Regions from separate parts of the Sus scrofa genome. Here region 2 is linked to region 1. The links are chromatin contacts, called in public HiChIP or PLAC-seq maps. All regions are on one chromosome and are shown on one strand. Each heading gives the region's core, a stretch centred on a gene start, on an enhancer-like site or on the middle of the called end of the contact. The rest is flanking DNA. Distances are from core to core; before and after follow the strand shown.

Evidence for each region. HiChIP or PLAC-seq counts read pairs in DNA pulled down with a chosen protein or histone mark.
Region 2: a contact with region 1 is called in an H3K27ac HiChIP or PLAC-seq map of skeletal muscle, with 6 times the contacts expected there. The contact joins two enhancer-like sites. A contact is called at or near these places in 9 of 47 Hi-C or Micro-C datasets (embryonic fibroblasts, epiblast stem cells, liver and 1 more) and 2 of 2 datasets of contacts at active chromatin or transcription factors (alveolar macrophages and skeletal muscle).

The regions. Positions count from the first base shown.
Region 1 is chr14:46,805,470-46,811,252 of Sscrofa11.1, forward strand. ASCC2 (activating signal cointegrator 1 complex subunit 2) reads right to left here. Exons shown (of 19, transcript XM_021072416.1): 14 at 5,029-5,148. Among named protein-coding and RNA genes, the nearest start is that of UQCR10, 25 kb to the left of the region's middle. Within about 2 kb of position 4,057, at least 23 of the 83 cell types and tissues checked have an H3K27ac peak or open chromatin away from gene starts, as enhancers often do. A contact at or near this core is called in liver and skeletal muscle, where this site is marked.
Region 2 is chr14:47,014,307-47,020,254 of Sscrofa11.1, forward strand. MTMR3 (myotubularin-related protein 3) reads left to right here. Exons shown (of 20, transcript XM_001926519.6): 17 at 266-1,661; 18 at 2,787-2,897; 19 at 3,365-3,453. All of the region lies in intron 1 of LOC106505968 (a long non-coding RNA gene), which reads right to left. Among named protein-coding and RNA genes, the nearest start is that of MTMR3, 140 kb to the left of the region's middle. Within about 2 kb of position 3,080, at least 11 of the 83 cell types and tissues checked have an H3K27ac peak or open chromatin away from gene starts, as enhancers often do. A contact at or near this core is called in liver and skeletal muscle, where this site is marked.

The DNA.
Region 1 (5,783 bases), core at 2,807-5,306:
GATCTTCCATGTCAGGTTGCATGGCGAGAAAAAGTCTGAAAGTTTAGCTGCAGTCAAGTCACAGGTGAGCAAACTCAGGTGCAGGGGACGGGAGGGGAGGGAGAGGGCGGTGTTTGGGAACACAGTGGGCAGAGCACAGCCGTGGTAGGGACTCAGGCCTCTTGACTTGGGGCTTTGCAAATCTGTAGAAAAACCTGGCTTGTCAGACACATAGCCCTGTGGAATGTAGTTTCTAGCCCTGCAGGGAAAAATCAATATGAGATGCCAGGCAAGAAAATCCAGCTTAGCTGTGAAATTGGGCCTCTGGAATGTATCAAGGATAGGGGAGAAAAAAAGAAGAGACACAAAGCCTGTAGCATCCATAAAAAATCTTCTATTAACTGGCTTTTGGTGCAGGGAAGGGCAGGAGCCTGAGTCTGGTGGGTTGTGCGCTTGGTAGCCTGGGGCATGTTAGGACAGCAGCCCCTGGCATGGCGGGTTTGCTTCCTTCAACAGTCCTTTTCATGGGTCTCCAACGCGCAGAGCAAGGTGCTAAGGCTGAATTGGGGAGAGATTCAGAACAGAGTAAGATCTGGGAAGTTCTCACTGTGGCTCTGCGGTAACAAACCCAACTAGTATTCATGAGGATGTGGGTTCAATCCCTGGCCTCACTCAGTGGGTTAAAGATCTGGTCTTGCTTGTGATATAGGTCACAGTTTGGATCTGGTACTGCCGTGGTATAGGCCAATTTAAATTGCAGCTCCAATTTAACCCCTAGCCTGGGAACTTCCATATGCCATGGGTGCTGCCCTAAAAAGAAAAAAAAAAAAAAAAAAAAAAAAAAAAGAAGGAAAGAAGGAAGGGAGAAAGAAAAGGAGTAAGCTGTGGATTTGCCCTCAAGGAACTCAGTCTAGTGGAGTGATGGACAGGCAAAGAGCAGAGATGTGCCCAATGAAGGCAAGCATGCCCTGGAAACACAGAGAAAGGAGAATGAACTCAGGTGCATGGGACCTGGCTGGGCATCTGGAGAAGGGGGAATGGAGAATCTAAGGTGTGATGTTTGGTCTGGACCAGGGAGAATTCTCAGTCCATAGGAACCTCTCACGGCACACCAGGAGAGGGGGCCTGTAACTGTGGCCTCTGCCCTTATGTGGCTTTTTGTTTTGTTTTGTTTTTTTGCCATTTCTTGGGCCACTCTCACAGCACATGGAGGTTCCCAGGCTAGGGGTCGAATCGGAGCTGTAGCCACCGGCCTACGCCAGAGCCACAGCAACGTGGGATCCGAGCCGCGTCTGCAACCTACACCACAGCTCACGGCAACACCAGATCCTTAACCCACTGAGCAAGGGCAGGGATCGAACCCACAACCTCATGGTTCCTAGTCGGATTTGTTAACCACTGTACCACGACGGGAACTCCTTACGTGGCTTTCTTTGACAAGTTGAGAACTGGAGAAGAAAGAGGCAGAGAGGAAAGGAAAGATGCCAAGCTTGTCCAGGTGGTTGGCACCAATGGTAGAAGCACATCCATTTAATCAACACATGTATCCCAAGGGCCTACTGGGTACCAGGCTCCAAGCTGGGCCAGGGGACCAAGGATGAATGAGAGCTGTCACTCATCCACGTCCCATGGCCAGGTCACATCACCCCTGGTCTACTCAGTCCTGAGAGGGTGGTAGAGAGGCTCAGTCACACTGTGTGGCCTCTGGGTATATGCTCCTGGGCAGGACCACATAGAAGCCTGGCAAACCTCATCCGTCCTAGCTGGGTCCTGGGAGGGATACAGGTAAGGACAGAGGAGCATGGTGCCCTGGGTACTCTATCCAGGAAGGTATGGCTTTGGCCCATGATCTCTTTTGAAGCCAGGAAGGTAAAGGAAATCAGGGGTAAAACTAGTCAGGAAAAGAGATGGAACCCCAGTCAAGCAGCTATCAAACACTATCTCCAGGGCAGGTGGCTTCCTCGGCCTCCTACAAGATAGTAGCAAGCCTGGGGTACATGTGCGCTCTCCTAAGGCTCAGCCACCATTCCCCTCCTCATTTCCTCCAGCTTGTTCTTCAAGGCCCAACTCAAAGTGACCCTTAGTGAGGTGACAACCACCTTTGAATTTCTAAAGGGCCTACAGAGGAGGCAAACCCTTCCTTTTCCAGGTGAGGAAGCAGGGGACCCAGAGAGGTACAGTAACCTTCCCAAGGTCACACAGTTTCTAGCAGCTGAGCCATGGCCAGAACAGGTCTCCTGACTCAAGTCTGCTCAGCTTCTTCCTGAGCTGTGTGATCATAGGCAAGCCCCTTATCCTCGCCAAGATTTAGTTCTGTCACCCAGGCATGATGTCAGGATAAAATGAGACAATGAATAGAAGTGGACCTGGCACCTGCTGAGCAAAGGGAATCTGATTGCATTTCCTGCAGGACTTGTCAGAGCCTTTAATGTGCTAATGGGCTCTGGGACTCTCCAAGAGGCACACAGGGTGCACAGGCATTTTTGTAAATAGAACTGTTTTGGGAGAGAACTGTTATCTTCCAGGGTACCACTATTCAGTCCAAGGGAGTTCGGAGACCCCACCTTACACTCACAGTCTCCTTGGCTTTGCTATGAAAGAGCTGTAGCACATGAGCTTGACATCTATCCAACAACCACCCTTCACCTCACCCCCACTCCTAACAGACCCTCATTTCACTCAGGTCTTGCCCCTTCCCCCTTCTGGAGCCCTGGCCCTCGGCCCCGTGACCCAGCTCCCCAGTGAGATATGAGGGAAACCTGGAGACTTCCGGGAAAGGTTTCCTGGTCTCCAAAGCAGAGGCAGAAAGAGGTCATTTCTGGAGGTCACAGCTGAAACAGCTGCAGCCACCCAGGGGCCTTGAGGGAGCAAGATGCCTCCTTGACGGGATGGCTGCACCACAGAGCAACCAAGCCTAGACTGACCTACTTGTGACTGCCTATCATGCAAGGGGACAGATGTCCTTATTACTTTAGCCACTGAGTGCACCCATCTGGTATAATCGACTTAACGGACACACACTTTTTTTGTTTTTTTGGTTTTTTTGGTCTTTTATGGGCCATACCTGCAGGATATGGAAGTTCCCAGGCTAGGGGTTGAAGCGGAGCTTCAGCCGCTAGGCCATACCACAGCCACAGCAAATGCCAGAGCCAAGCTACAGCTGCAATCTATGCTTAAGCTTATGGCAATACCAGATCCTTAATCCACTGAGTGAGGCCAGGGATTGAACCCACATCCTCTTTGGATACTAGTCAGGTTCTTAACCTGCTGAGCCACAATAGGAACTCTGACACACACATTTTAACTCAAGGGTGATCTGCCTTATGCTACTTAACTTCTCATGTGCTCCATGAAGCCACGGCCAAAGGCCCTAGGCCCCTCTGCCCCGCCCACATCAGGAGAGGTGCCCCTGCTCAGGCTCCTCCCTGCCCCATCCCAGCACCTCTCTACTCCGTCCCTGCTTGTCTAATGGCCTACGTCTTTCCCACGGTCTCTGTGCTGTTTATGGGCGAGGCCTGGGTGCCTTGTTCACCTTGTCTCCCTGGTGTCTCTGGCACAGGATCTGGAGACAGTAAATTACTTAATAGATATCTGCTGAGTGAATAAATAAATAATGAACACATGAATGGAGGCCTTGCCTCTTTGTAACCCTTAAAGCTTGGGCTACCAAGCACAGTGAGTTCAGTAAACATTTGCTACCCAGGGTCTCTGCCAGGCACCTGGAGCACCTTTTGAGCAGGGGTACAGCCCTCCTTGCCTGCCCCTCTCCCCATAGCAGGGTCATTCTGGTCTGGAACAGCGGCCACTGACATAGGATAACATTGCTAGCCTGGGATCTGGAGATGTCGCAATGTGTGTGACTAAGCAGTTTGCAAATGTTTTCTTTATGGTTGCCCTGTGCCGGGTCCCCAAGCCCTCAGCCAGCCACGCTTCCATCACTGGATGGCCCTGGGGAGGGGGTACAGCTTGCACCTCTGGCCTGGGGCTCCTATGCCGAGAACTGGGCAGGTCCCCTTCTGGTTCCATCATGGGGGAAAGTGCAGGCTGTACTTGCCCAAGAATCAACTCTGCCCAGAAAAACTCTGGCGGCCCAGCAGGGGGCTGTCAGTGTCTTATTCCCCATCCTGTCACAGTCTCCATGTGGCTGCTGACTCTCAAGCTCTCTGATGGGTCTCAGTTTCAAAGCTAGGTGATCTTTCCAAAACAGAAAGTGTCAGCTCAGGGGGACCCTCACCATGCTCCCTGCGGCCTTGTGGCCACTGCCTCTGCTGTTCCCTCTGCTGGGAAAGTCCCCTCTCCCTCTGTAGAACTGACTCTTCCTTGTCCTTCCACCAGCAATGCCAGGGCACTTTCTCTGAGGAGACTTTCTGCCTGGACTAAAGCTCCAACCAGAGGCTCAGAAGTCTGAGCACCTCCAACTCATAGAATCTGTTTCAGCTGCAATTTTATGTTGCTTGTTTGCCAAGTTGATTAGTGCAAACTCCACGTGGGCAAGGCCCGTGTCCGTTTCATTCCTCAACAGATCCCCAGCACCTAATAAATCCAGGGCCTGGAAGCACAGGCAAATATTTGTTGAATAAATGAATAAATCATGGATGGACTTTCCAGAGCCAAAAAAGTAAGAAGGACATAGACTAAAAATAAGCAAAAAGGCCTGCAAATGGAATATGGTTACTTATGAAAAGCTCACCAGGTACAGGCCCTTCATTTGCTCATTTTGTCACAGAATGGAGAAATTCAGGTCAAGGAGCAGCTGCTGGGAAGCACGGCTCTCCCATCCAGAGATTCAGGGGTGGACACCCCAAATGTCTAAGGAGGGAAGAGGGGCTTGTTTTGGACCCTCTGGCTTTTCACTGTCAATGAGGAGGACTCACTGATAACCCCTGAGTGCAGTTAGAGCCCAAAGCAGGATCACTAGAGAGCCTGAGCCCGGCTGCCGGGGGAGCCCTGAGCTGAAGCTCCGTAAGATGGGGGCCTTTAGTTTCTCTCACTTTCTCTCTGCATTTGCAGAGTTGGGGTCCTGGGACCCCCATGGCCCACTGAACTCACCTCCTGCCTTTGTGTACCCGGCTCAGGTCCACTGAGTCCCGGCTGAACACGTCAAACTCATCATTCTGGAAGACGTTGTGACGAGATGTCAGCAGAGGTGTCGGGTCTGGCTTCACCTGTCTGGGGGGTGGCAGAGAAACCCATTTCAGGGGCCTTGCCAGTGGACATCGACCTGCACCCCACTTTCCCCTACCATGTTACACTGTCAGAGCCTCCAAACCCCTTCAACACTTGGGACGCAGCCTAAAAACCTGCCCAATCTGGCCCTGCCTGGGTATGTGGCCACCCCTCACACAAAGCGTCCCTCAGTCCCCAGTGCCATTGATGCAGGTTTTTTGTTTAAAATCTCCCTCCCTCATCTGATGTTCACAACAGCCCTATGAGATAGAGGTCGCTTGAGCTCTTTGTGCCTCAATGCCCTCACCTGTAAAATGGGCAAAGGGAGGCCAAGGAGCTTGTCCAAGGGCAGAGCTAACTTCATTCATTCATTCAATAAACATTTATGAATGGAAGAAACACCCACTTCATGTACTCATTCCTGCTCCCCACCCCTCAACCTTGGGAGCCTTCAGGGAAGCAGTGTGCCCAACTCAGGAAGAGTGGGTGTGAAGGAAGAGGGAAGCCTTGGCTGTCCTCCCCATGGAATCTACTGGGAAGGTGGCAATGACAGGGCAGGCCAGCAATATCAGAGCTCCAAAGGCCTGTGACCCCTCGGTCACATCCTGTGTCTCTGAGCTGTTTTCCCACCTGTTGGT
Region 2 (5,948 bases), core at 1,830-4,329, 210 kb after region 1:
GAACTCCAAGAATGTCTTTTTTTTTAAGAGAGCATTTGCTGTTAGCTTATTTGTATATGTTGGGTATAGTGTAGGTGTGGTGCCAGAGGAATAGAAGGACTCATCTTGGAGCTTCATCTTCCTGCAGTCTAAGCCTCACCCTAGATATGCCATGGCTCCTTGAGTAGCTGTGATGAAGCTAGTTATGAAATGACTGTTGAAATGTATTGTCTCCCACTTCCCTCTGGATAGCCTCAGATTCTCATTTCCCCCAAACTTTCTTTAGGCTACCAAAGACTAGATCATTTGACAATCTGACCACAGCCTGCGACAACACAGTGCCTCTCACTAGCCGGCGCAGCAGTGACCCGAGCCTGAATGAGAAGTGGCAAGAGCACCGGCGTTCACTGGAACTGAGCACCCTGGCTGGTCCTGGAGAGGAGCCTCTAGATCCTGACAGCTTGGGGAAACCAACCAAAGTGCTGGCTGGGGCTGAGCTATCTGTTGCAGCTGGAGTGGCTGAGGGGCAGATGGAGAACATTTTGCAAGAGGCCACCAAAGAGGAGAGTGGGATAGAGGACCCTGCTCACAGGGGGATGCAGGAGGTCAAAGAGGAGGCTCTTTTAGAAAAGGAGAGCAGGAGAAAGACCCCTGAGGGCCCAGCCATTGTATTTCAACAAGAGCCAGAACTGGGTGATGATGCTTTGAGCAGCCAGCCAGGCACCAGCCTTCCTCTGGGTATTCCTGAGCAGCAGGGTGGGCACAGTGTTCTCCCCAGTTCTCTCCAGGAGACCCCCAGGGGAGAGGATGTCCAAGAGGTCCCTGTGGAACAGTCTCGAATAGGAGCTATGGCAGAGGATAGGGAGGAAGCAGTCCTTCCAATCCCAGTAGATGCAGAAGTTGGTTATGGTACCTCACAGTCAAGTTCTCTGCCCTCCCAAGTCCCACTTGAGGCCAGAGGACCAAACGTGGACAGTTCCATGGACTTGTTAATAGAGGATAAAATGAAGTCAGAAAGTGGGCCCCAAGGCCATCACAGATCTTGCCTGGTAAACAGTGGCAGGTTCAGTGGCAAGTTCGTGCTTCCTCAAGCCATGGAGCCCAGGCTTTTGGAGAGGAGCCTGGCTGAAAGGCCCCAGGTGGGATCTGTGGTGCATAGGACTTCTCCTGGCAGCACCCACAGCCCAGCACATTCTCCTTGTGCCTTGCCTTTAGCTGAATGTAAAGAGGGCCTTGTATGCAATGGTGCCCCTGAGACTGAAAATAAGGCCTCAGAGCAGCCCCCAGGGCATAGTACCCTCCAGAAGTACCCCACCCCCAATGGGCACTGCGCTAATGGGGAAGCTGGTAGGAGCAAGGACTCACTGAGTCGCCAGCTGTCTGCTACAAGCTGCAGCTCTGCCCACTTACCCTCGAGGAACTTGTACCACAAGTGGCTGCACAGTTACTCGGGGAGGCCGTCTGCAGCTGGCAGCCCTGATCAGCCTTCCCGTAGCCACCTGGACGATGATGGCATGCCTGTGTACACGGACACAATCCAGCAGCGCCTGCGTCAGATTGAGTCAGGCCACCAGCAGGAAGTGGAGACCTTGAAGAAACAGGTCCAGGAGTTGAGGAGTCGCCTAGAGAGCCAGTATCTGACCAGCTCCCTGCGCTTCAATGGGGACTTTGGGGATGAAGTGGTGAGTACACCATGGTGTGCAGGGAGAGAGGGCCCACTGAACTGGGGCACCCTTTTTACAGATTTTTTAAAAGAATTAGAAAGGTCCAGAGTAGTCCTGTTGAGAGAGGCTGAAGATCAGCCTCAGCCAGGTGATGGGCAGTGAGGGGACTTCTTTTCTTTCTGCTTTGCTTACTTTTTATGAGTATCCTGTCCAGACAGCATAAGGAAGAGAGTTAGCACTCACTCTATGGTTGGTCAATTCTCTTTGGAGAAAGGATCATACATTTTAAGAAAAACTTCAACTCCTGGGCAGAAGGACATTTGTAGGGCAACATCCCAAACCTTCCTGTCAAAATATAGTGTCTCTTCTGCCCCAGTAGCTAGTGAATAATTAACCAGCCCCACCCCCAGCATGGGCAGTAACTGTGAAGGGTTTAGTTCTTTTTTAAATAGATACTTGTTCCCACCCAGTGCCATGCGATGGCAGTCAAAATGGGCAGAAGGGTTGGTACTAGCACTATTGGGAGTTAGTGCTGATGGGGCCTGGCGACTGGAAGTGGGGGGTACCTGAGGGGACATTTTTAAGGAGGCACGCCATGTACTGGTGTGTCTGACTTGATGTGTTCAAGTGTGAGTCTGGCTCTGAAGCAGTCAGCATACATTAAAGGCGGGCTCATCCAATGACTTTCAATTCCAGCTCACTTCTTGGTTTTTCCTTTATTCCAATGATGGTTTCTCATTTTCCCAAAGAGTCCTTCAGAAAAAGGACATGCCCAAAGCACTCAGTTTCAGCACACAGATGTAAGTGGCAGGGTTGAATTGACAGCCCCCTGGAGCAGCTGACACAGTTCCCACTCCACCCTGGTCACTTCTGCCTCACCCACTTCCTGGAACCCATGGCCTGTCTTTCCACTCCAGAAGCACTGCACACAGCCTTAGACCTGTGTATCTCTCTTCCAGCTGAGCTTAGCCCTGTCTCTGCACCTGCTCAACCCAGTTCTTCGTGGCTGAGGCACCTAGAGATTCAGCAGCCTTAAAACCCGGGCCTGTCCAAAGTCCCCAGTACTCCTTTCTTTGCCAAGTCCTTTCTTCTTCTGGGAGGAGACCAGGTTCATTCTGTTCAGCTGTGTTTGTTTGCCAACAGACCTCAATTCCCGACTCGGAAAGCAATCTGGATCAGAACTGTTTGTCTCGCTGCAGCACAGAGATTTTCTCTGAAGCCAGCTGGGAGCAGGTGGATAAACAGGACACGGAGGTACAGGCTCAGCCCCTGTTCTGAGTGCCACCCATATAACTGTTCTGCGGTTCTTCTCTACCCCCATTCTTGCCCCTGCCCCGGCCAAGAAATGACCTCACAGCACATTTAGTCTTGAGCCTCTCTGAATCTCAGCACCTGTGAATTCCCATCAAGCCTAGAATTTCTGAGCCAGGGAGACTCAGCAAGCCAGCCCTCTCTCCTCATTGCCTCTATGAACTAGAGCCTTGCCAGCTCTCATAGCGACCCTGGGTGCTGTTGCCTGCCACTCGATCTCAGGAGAGCTTGGAGTCCCTTCCAGGGAAACGATTTGGACGCCTTTCTTGTACTGCTGACAACAGACCTATTGGGCTGGTGCCACTTGAGCCAGTGTGGTCCTTGTGACTCTTGCTGCCCCCAGCATGGCTCTGCTGGCTCCAGCTGGATGGCCCATCTCCTGAAACTAAGCTGGCCCCTATGTTTTACAGATGACTCGATGGCTCCCTGACCACCTGGCTGCCCACTGCTATGCGTGTGATAGTGCCTTCTGGCTTGCCAGTAGGAAGCACCACTGCAGGTACCATTGGGATGTGTGGTAGGGTGGGCATGGGTGCAGGGGCTGAGATTTGGTCCACAGAGCTTGCAGGATGGAGAGGTGAAATCATCTGGCTGGCAGTGTTCTCAGGCAGACCTCAGGGTCTACAAGACCTCGACTGACTTTTTGTGCCTCTGAAATTGGTGTTTGCAGAACTGTATTTGGTGTCTTTCATTTTAGAATGATTGTGAGTAAATTTTGAAATGGGCAAATGATGTCCCTTTTTGTTTTGATTTTGCTTCCTGGATTGGTGGGGCAATAGCCATCAGCACTCAAACCACCATTTCTTACCCCTAGAATAAAATTTCTTCCTATTCAGCATGGCTGCTGTGAGCAAAAATGATTTTCCTGCTATGGGCAGGGAATCTCATTTCCTACTCCTTACCCTGTTCCCTGACACCATACTTGTTGAGGGGGGATTGCTGATAATAGTCTTCAATCTATAAGGCTCCTGATTTCTTTCTTTCTTGGTTGGGGTAGTGAGTTGCTAGGAATGCTTTGCCCCAGCTGGGGTGGTGACTGAAGGATGCTCAGTGTTCTCGGAATAGGAATTTTATCTGAATTGGGACATAGCTTATCGGCACAAGTGGACCTGGATTGAAAACAGAGCCACCTCTTGTCTAGTGAGAATGCTTCTAGGACTCTCATCTCCCACCCTCACCCTAGGCCCAAATGTCTTCAGTTGGCTTCTCCTCTGAGCTTTTTCTCCCCTCCTTGCAGGGACACTGACCGTGTTGATCAAACGTGGTGAGCATTTGCAACAACCTTTGTGTGATGTCTGCACATCTACAATAACTTCTCCACACTAACGCCGCCATTTTCCCTTCTCTGCACTCATTGGGATGAAGCTTGGGGCTGGGAGTGTAGGCAGGCAGGTGGGCCCAGGGGTGAGGGGGTGCGGGAGGACCCCAGCACCTGGCCGAGGAGACCATTAGAGCCGAGGCAGGTTGCAGCCACGGGTGCCCTGCTGACTTCTGCACAGGCCCGCTAAAGTCATCTTGCTTATGACAAACAGCATTGCTTCAGCAGGGGCTGGTCTTGTGGAATAGCCAGTTGAGGGGTTTTAGAGCATTTCTTCTGGGTCAATCATTCATTGAGATGCCAGAATGATGCTGGTGACTTTCAAGTCAAATGGCATCACTGCTTTTTTTTTTTTTTTTTTTTTAAATAAGAGCCTAGAACTGAATGGAGGTGGTCTTGCCAGAGAACTGTTAGCATGGAAGATTGTGTAAGCATGAAAACTTCACTTAGGGTCTATCAGAATACCCTGAAAGAAGTCACAGATAGGGAAAGCTTGACTGATCAAATTCATGGCAGCCTTTTGAGCTGAATTGCAGCAGGTATGCTAAATAAATGTACACATTCAGAAATAGATTTAGATCATTTTTCTCTGTAACCACAGGTTCTTGCTGATTCATGGCTTTTCAGAAACAGTTGTGAAGTACTCACTGGGTTCTAGAAGATGAAGTCTTGTGTGTTTTACATATTTCAGTTCTCTGTCCTTTAATTGCCCCTTGTCTAGCCTTTTCCTTTTGTGGTTTTCTTTTGTCCCTAAAGGGTATTTAGTATTCTCTCTTCTGTACTTAAATGGTCCTTAATCCAGCACTGGGTTTCCTTTCTGAGGAGCATAAATGAAAAGGTAGTGAGTGCTGCTGGCTAAGAAGGATGATTTCCCTTTCGATGCCTGCCCTAAGTGTCTGGCAGGCTGCATCGGGCTCCTCAGTGTCTCCTATTCTTGGGTTCATTGGTATTGATTTTAAAACCCCCACTCACACTCAAGTGGAGTTGTAGGGGAGCAGAAACTCATCCTCTGCCAGTTCCCTTTCCTGTTAGCTGTGAAGGACATCTGTTTGGGGGTATAAACCTGTGCTGCTCAGATGCAGCAGAGCTGAGCTTTCAAATGGAGGAGAGGAGAGAGGCCAGGGGCCTGGGTATAGTCAGGCCTTCAGTTAGAATTGATACTCCTTGGAGATGCATGGGGGCAGGGGAGTGAGCCGTGACTGACTGACACCTAATAGGGGGTGTGTATGCACGTGTGTTCATCTGTGCTCTTGTCCTTTCACCCTAAGCATGTGTCACTGGTTGCTTGTCTCTTGGCTTTGCATGCTGGCAGCAAAGCAGTCCTAGATGGCAGCAGTCTATTTATGTTGCTGCCTCTGAGCCTTTGGGTGCAAGGCTCTCCTGAATCCCCAGCTGGACGGGGAGTTTCTTTCATCTTAGTGGCTCAGAGGCAGTTCTGTTGGACTCTGGCCTCTGTGTGATGGATTGCAAGCTACACAAGGCCATTGCCCAGGTGGGTGTGGCCATTGGGTTTTCCTGGGCCGAGACTTTCCCATTGAGGTAGCAGCCGCCTTCTGCCTTGGGCCCATTTGTTCTCACAGATTTCTCTTGAGCAGCGTCTTCACACTTGGTAACCTTGAGCTGTAGTGGTGAGGCAGTCAGGTGTCCTTGGCCCTAATGTGAAAGTGATGGGTGAC